2 separate regions of the Mus musculus genome follow, and region 1 is linked to region 2. Evidence: chromatin contacts called from public HiChIP or PLAC-seq data. All regions are on one chromosome and are shown on one strand. The core of a region is the stretch at or near the end of the contact, and the rest is flanking DNA. Distances in the headings are between cores, read along the strand shown.

What was found. HiChIP or PLAC-seq counts read pairs in DNA pulled down with a chosen protein or histone mark.
Region 1: a contact with region 2 is called in a BATF HiChIP or PLAC-seq map of CD8 T cells, with 5 read pairs. The contact joins two enhancer-like sites. A contact is called at or near these places in 2 of 115 datasets of contacts at active chromatin or transcription factors (CD8 T cells and bone marrow-derived macrophages) and 2 of 9 other capture datasets (adipose tissue and liver).

The regions. Positions count from the first base shown.
Region 1 is chr3:115,905,644-115,909,213 of GRCm38.p6, forward strand. All of the region lies in intron 4 of Dph5 (diphthamide biosynthesis 5), which reads left to right. Among named protein-coding and RNA genes, the nearest start is that of Dph5, 19 kb to the left of the region's middle. Within about 2 kb of position 1,983, at least 10 of the 459 cell types and tissues checked have an H3K27ac peak or open chromatin away from gene starts, as enhancers often do. A contact at or near this core is called in CD8 T cells, where this site is marked.
Region 2 is chr3:115,756,358-115,759,865 of GRCm38.p6, forward strand. No RefSeq gene overlaps it. Among named protein-coding and RNA genes, the nearest start is that of S1pr1, 43 kb to the left of the region's middle. Within about 2 kb of position 2,239, at least 74 of the 459 cell types and tissues checked have an H3K27ac peak or open chromatin away from gene starts, as enhancers often do. A contact at or near this core is called in CD8 T cells, where this site is marked.

The DNA.
Region 1 (3,570 bases), core at 733-3,232, 150 kb after region 2:
AACATCTTCATTTAGTCATGAGCATTATTACATCATATACTCAGCCCTAGCCGTGTTTCGAGGCATGACTGGGTACTCAGTACGCACTTGGGTATTCAATCTTTACAAGGATTCTGATTATGCTCACTGTGCAGGAGGGTCCTTTCCAGATCCAAGGTGTCATTTGATTTATCACTGACCTCATAGCTAACCAGAACCGCTGTTGTGAGCCCAGAGCCTTTGTCAGCTCTGAGAGCAATCACCTTTTTCACAGGGCCAGAGATTCATTTCCTCATCATTTTAAACATGTGTCTACTATGTGCCTTGCACATAGTAGGTGATTTATAGTCACTCTTTGTTGGGTGAATTGGTTTCACAGAAGACAGAGGAAATCCTGCTAGACAGGGCAGGAAGTCACAACGCTGAAAACTTGGAGCAGCATGGTCTTTGTACAGTGACCTGTGAACACAGCTCTTACAGCATGTAACATGTAGCTTGGCTTCTCTGAGGATGATTTGTTTGGATAACTTTCAAATGGGCTTTGAGAATAAAGCTCGTTAATAGGTAAATTGGAGTCTGTATCACACTAAGGACGTGATGACCATCCCTTCAGGACTCAGGAAGTGATGTGACTGTGAGCTTGTAAGACCCGGCATACAGAACTTGTAAGACCCGGCATACAGAACTTGTAAGACCCGGCATACAGAACTTGTAAGACCCGGCATACAGAGCCTGAGAACTGTAAGACCCGGCATACAGAACTGTAAGACCCGGCATACAGAGCCTGAGAACTGTAAGACCCGGCATACAGAACTTGTAAGACCCGGCATACAGAGCCTGAGAACTGTAAGACCCGGCATACAGAGCCTGAGAACTGTAAGACCCGGCATACAGAGCCTGAGAACTGTGAGACCCGGCATACAGAACTGTAAGACCCGGCATACAGAACTGTAAGACCCGGCATACAGAGCCTGAGAACTGTAAGACCCGGCATACAGAACTGTAAGACCCGGCATACAGAGCCTGAGAACTGTAAGACCCGGCATACAGAGCCTGAGAACTGTGAGACCCGGCATACAGAGCCTGAGAACTGTGAGACCCGGCATACAGAACTGTAAGACCCGGCATACAGAGCCTGAGAACTGTAAGACCCGGCATACAGAGCCTGAGAACTGTAAGACCCGGCATACAGAACTTGTAAGACCCGGCATACAGAGCCTGAGAACTGTAAGACCCGGCATACAGAACTTGTAAGACCCGGCATACAGAGCCTGAGAACTGTGAGACCCGGCATACAGAGCCTGAGAACTGTGAGACCCGGCATACAGAGCCTGAGAACTGTAAGACCCGGCATACAGAACTGTAAGACCCGGCATACAGAGCCTGAGAACTGTAAGACCCGGCATACAGAACTGTAAGACCCGGCATACAGAGCCTGAGAACTGTAAGACCCGGCATACAGAGCCTGAGAACTGTAAGACCCGGCATACAGAGCCTGAGAACTGTGAGACCCGGCATACAGAGCCTGAGAACTGTGAGACCCGGCATACAGAGCCTGAGAACTGTAAGACCCGGCATACAGAACTGTAAGACCCGGCATACAGAGCCTGAGAACTGTAAGACCCGGCATACAGAGCCTGAGAACTGTGAGACCCGGCATACAGAGCCTGAGAACTGTGAGACCCGGCATACAGAGCCTGAGAACTGTAAGACCCGGCATACAGAACTGTAAGACCCGGCATACAGAGCCTGAGAACTGTAAGACCCGGCATACAGAACTGTAAGACCCGGCATACAGAGCCTGAGAACTGTAAGACCCGGCATACAGAGCCTGAGAACTGTAAGACCCGGCATACAGAGCCTGAGAACTGTAAGACCCGGCATACAGAACTGTAAGACCCGGCATACAGAGCCTGAGAACTGTGAGCTGCTCGGGGCCATAGGGAGGGATGCCCAGAGCGCCCCACCTTTTCTCGCTTCCTTCCTGTCTGCTTTCTGGCATCTCTAGCCACAGCTTCTGAAACCATGGTGAGAAGGAAGCTATAGTACAGGAAACGGCATCACCAGTGCCTACTTGGGACCCAACTCCTGTTTTCTCAGAAGAACACAAGGCTTAGGAAAGTTAAATGCTTTCTAATCTGTGACATGTTTCTAGATTTTCAATGTCTGCGCTTTCGTAATTTCTTATAAGTCTTATTAAACTGTTTAGAAGAATTGAGTCATTCTCTAACTTCAGCATTGTGCTTTCCTGTACATTGTCTTGGAAAACAGATCTCTTTTGTACAATGCCCCTATAAACACTATTATAATATTAATATGTAACTTCACCATGTGAATAATGGTTATGTGTCAGTTGATCCCATAGCTGGGGATGGGTTCTATTGGCACTGTTCCTGCACAGCTAGCGAGTTACAGAGCCAGCCTCTAAAGCTTCACTGTCCTTGAGTGGGCTAGTGTAGGTCGTGGTTTAAAAAGTCAAGCTTCATAAATTCATTCTTTTTAATAGCTGAGTAGTACTCCATTGTGTAGATGTACCACATTTTCTGTATCCATTCCTCTGTTGAGGGGCATCTGGGTTCTTTCCAGCTTCTGGCTATTATAAATAAGGCTGCTATGAACATAGTGGAGCATGTGTCCTCCTAGCCAAATGGATGGACCTGGAGGGCATCATCCTGAGTGAGGTAACACATTCACAAAGGAACTCACACAATATGTACTCACTGATAAGTGGATATTAGCCCAAAACCTAGGATACCCAAGATATAAGATACAATTTCCTAAACACATGAAACTCAAGAAAAATGAAGACTGAAGTGTGGACACTATGCCCCTCCTTAGAAGTGGGAACAAAACACCCTTGGAAGGAGTTACAGAGACAAAGTTTGGAGCTGAGATGAAAGGATGGACCATGTAGAGACTGCCTTATCCAGGGATCCACCCCATAATCAGCATCCAAACGCTGACACCATTGCATACACTAGCAAGATTTTATCGAAAGGACCCAGATGTAGCTGTCTCTTGTGAGACTATGCCGGGGCCTAGCAAACACAGAAGTGGATGCCCACAGTCAGCTAATGGATGGATCACAGGGCTCCCAATGGAGGAGCTAGAGAAAGTACCCAAGGTGCTAAAGGGATCTGCAACCCTATAGGTGGATCAACATTATGAACTAACCAGTACCCCGGAGCTCTTGACTCTAGCTGCATATGTATCAAAAGATGGCCTAGTCGGCCATCACTGGAAAGAGAGGCCCATTGGACACACAAACTTTATATGCCCCAGAACAGGGGAACGCCAGGGCCAAAAAGGGGGAGTGGGCGGGTAGGGGAGTGGGGATGGGTGGGTATGGGGGACTTTTGGTATAGCATTGGAAATGTAAATGAGCTAAATACCTAATAAAAAATGGAAAGAAAAAAAAAAAAGAAGAAGTACAGAGGAAAAAAAAAAAAAAAAGTCAAGCTTCTTGGTTATAGTGATAGGGAAATGAGGTGAACCACTAGGGTGATGTTGGGAGCCGCCCCCACATTCGCCGTTACAAGATGGCGCTGACATCCTGTGTTCTAAGTGGTAAACAAATAATCTGCGCATGTG
Region 2 (3,508 bases), core at 989-3,488:
CCATGTTATCTGGTTATTTCAGAGCACTAAGAATATTACCTCGTGTTCTCTACCATCTATTTTTTCTTTTTAAACTTTTTACAATTAATTTGTTTTGAGAAAGGGTTTTGCTATGTACCTCAGGCCAGTCTTAACCTCCCAACCCTCCTGCCTCAGCCTTGCTGGTGCTGGGCTCACAAGCCTGTGGTGCCACCCATGGCTCTGGCTTTTGCACATCGATCTAGCCACTCTTTGGCATCTACTCTTCTTCCTAGGTTATTTAGGCACAGATTTCAGTGAGAGGAGAGTCTCCTATCAAATATCTTGTGTTCCCTTAAAAATAGGACTTGTCAGAAAGTGTCTGTCACAGGTCGCTTATCAGAGGTTTATAATGATAAAAGAAAGTTGATTTGGTTGCAAAATCAAAGTTTTATTTAGCCCAATATACAATGAATATATATACTTGAAAAATTGATATCTTAGTTTAGGTTTTACTGCTGTGAAAAGACACCATGGCCAAGGCAACTCTTATAAAGATAACATTTCATTGGGGCTGGCTTGCAGTCCCCAATGATAAAGGATAATGGATAATGGATATCCAGTCCATTATCATCAAAGGGGGAGCTTGGCAGCATCCAGGCAGATGTGAGGCTGGAGGAGATGAGAGTCCTACATCTCCATCCAAAGCCTGACAAGAGAATACTGGCTTCCAAGCAGCTAGGAGGAGAGTCTTAAAGCCGATGCCCACAGTGACATACCTACTCCAACAAGACCACACCTCTTAACAGTATACTACTCCCAGGGCCAAGCATAGGCCAACCATCACAGTTGAGGAGTTGGAACTGGAAAGATGGCTAAACATTCATACTACTTTTATAGAGGACCCAAGTCATAGCACCCATGGAGCAGTCCTACTTGTCATTTCAGTTTCAACAGATCCAATCCCTCTTTCTGGCCTCTCCAGACCTCTCCATGCACATGATACATGTGAGCTAACACACGCACACACACACACACAAATAAATAAACCCGTGTTTGAAAGTAGGGGAACACCTTTTTACTATTTGCATTAGTAATATATAACATGTAACACAAGCAAGATTTCTCGTGCGTAATGTTTGATAACATAAAATATCACACAACAAAACACTTGACATCTGTTTTTTAAAAGTATTACGTTGGAAAGAAGACGGTGATGTGGAATAGCACACAATGCGTGCTTACACTCTTATAAATTCCACGCAGTGCAAAGCTGTCTGGAGAGACACAGAGAGGGTGAAGCCTTTGCCACGGGAGAGAAAAGGGAAGCAAGAGACAAAGGCGTGACAAGGGGGACACAGAAAATCCTCTGGGGTGTCGGAAATACGTGTCATCTTGACTCTTGCTGATGGTCGCAAAGATGTGTGCATGCATTAAAACTTACCAACATGTACATTTTGAATATGTACAGGTTGTAAAATGATGGTTATACTCAATAAACCCTTACAGAGCTCTCGTCTTGATGGGTTACCTCACAATTCTTCATATACACTGTGCTAGTATAATGACTGCGCCCACATCTACCTTGGACTTAAGGTAACACATCAAAACTAAGAAACAGGACTATAGCTGTGTAAGCCATGGGGTGGGTTCAGTATCTGGGGGAGGGGGAGGGTGAGTCCATCTTTTGATGTGTAGAGGTCAAGAGCCCAGTGACTTTATCTTAATCTTTTCCACTAGCACTCATCAGTTTGCCTTTTATCATCACAGAAGTCACTTTCACAACTCTCCCTCCCGGGATATCTTGAAAAGCTGGAGCTACGTAATTCTAGAACGTTATCTCGCAGGACTGTAGCTGCATAAGCCATGGTGTGGGTTCAGCAGCTTCGGTTGGTAAGGAGGAAAGGATGAAAAGCAATGTTCTGAAGACATAAGAAGTTGGGCATCTTAATTCTTATCATTAGTATCTAGAAGAAGAGAATCACTTGTTAGTACATATTAATTGTATAAAATGGGTTTGTAGTAATGTTTTCAGACAGGCATATATACACTACAGCTACCCTGAAAAAATACATTTGGAAAAGCTTGGGGTTTAGATCTCAAGGCAGGCCCTCTATTCGATCCACACTACAGCCACACACGGAGGCTTCCTTCTCTGGTCAATGCTTTAATATAGAACCTTATCGTCACTGTGGTCTGCCCATTGCTTCTCAGCTCCGCCCCTGTCTACCTCAGCCACTCAGTACCTTTCACTATCTGACTCATCGAGGGTTTTCATGCTGTAAAGCACTCCAGGAAGCAGATTCAGGCAGAGTTTGGCTTTCCAGATGTTTACCAGGGAGCGGTGCTAGGGTCAACACCCATGCAAAGGAGGGGGCCTACTCAGGATTGAGAAGAGGGAGAAAGCCAAATGAAATGCAAGCCAACCATTCAGGGTGCTGTGAAACTTGAAACAACACACAGCGGGCGTCCTGCTGCCGGGGTTGAGAGGTGGGGGGTGAGGGACGGGTGTGACCTTGGCTTGCTTGTGGGAGGAAGGGTGTGACCTTGATCTGGAAGTGGGGGAGAAAGGTGTAATGTAATGAGGCTTCTGAGCAGTTGAGCCAGTGTCTGAGAGTGCCGCCAGTGGGTACCGGCAGCAGCAGGTCCCTCGAGAGATTTAAACTGAGCTGGCCTCTGGACCAGGTCAAGCTCCCCATATTCCATCATTCACACTTCTCAGTATACCTTTTTCCTAACAAAAATAACTCCACGAGGTTGGAGGTTGTAATGCCTGCTGCAGCGTTCACCCCGTTTCTCTAATGCCTCCTGCTGACATCAAACACAATCTGATAGTCTGATTGATGATTGAAAGATGGGGAACCAAGTTTAGAGTCCACTGTGAAGAGCAGAGTTTCTTAGCAGAAGTTTGCTTTGGTGTGTGTCAGAGTTTGTGACGCTGGGATGGCAAGGCAGTCTTCAGGTTCCAAAACTACCAGCCTAGTAGGTCAGTCTCAGCTCTATACCTCAAGGAAGGGTTCTTGAGACTCTGCCCCACCCCCTGAGTATTCATACGCTGTGAATGGCATGTAAATGAGAGAGACATTTCTTCAGTGGTTTAGCCACTAGTAAGGTGTCTATGCTTCTGCAAGTGTCCCAGATGAAACTTATTTGTGTTTTTTCCCTGCCCCCTCCCCCTACACATACCACATCTACAAACAGAAAAAAAATAGAAGCAAGGACTAGGTGGGAAGAAGGGGATCATGAAGGGTTAATATAATCAAAATATATTCTATGCAGAGATGAGCACAAAGATGCCACAATGAAGCCCACTATTATATAATTAACATATGCTAATTGTTTAAATGAGACTGCCCTCCTCCTACAAGCTATATATGTGTGTGGTTGGCCCCCAGTTGGTGAAACAGTTGAGAAGGATGGGTGTGGCCTTTTTGGAGGAGGTGGGACACTGTGCAGACAGTGAGGTTTCAAAAGTCCACACCATTCTAGTGAGCTCTCTCTCTCTCTCTCTCTCTCTCTCTCTCTCTCTCTCTCTCTCTCTCTGTCTCTC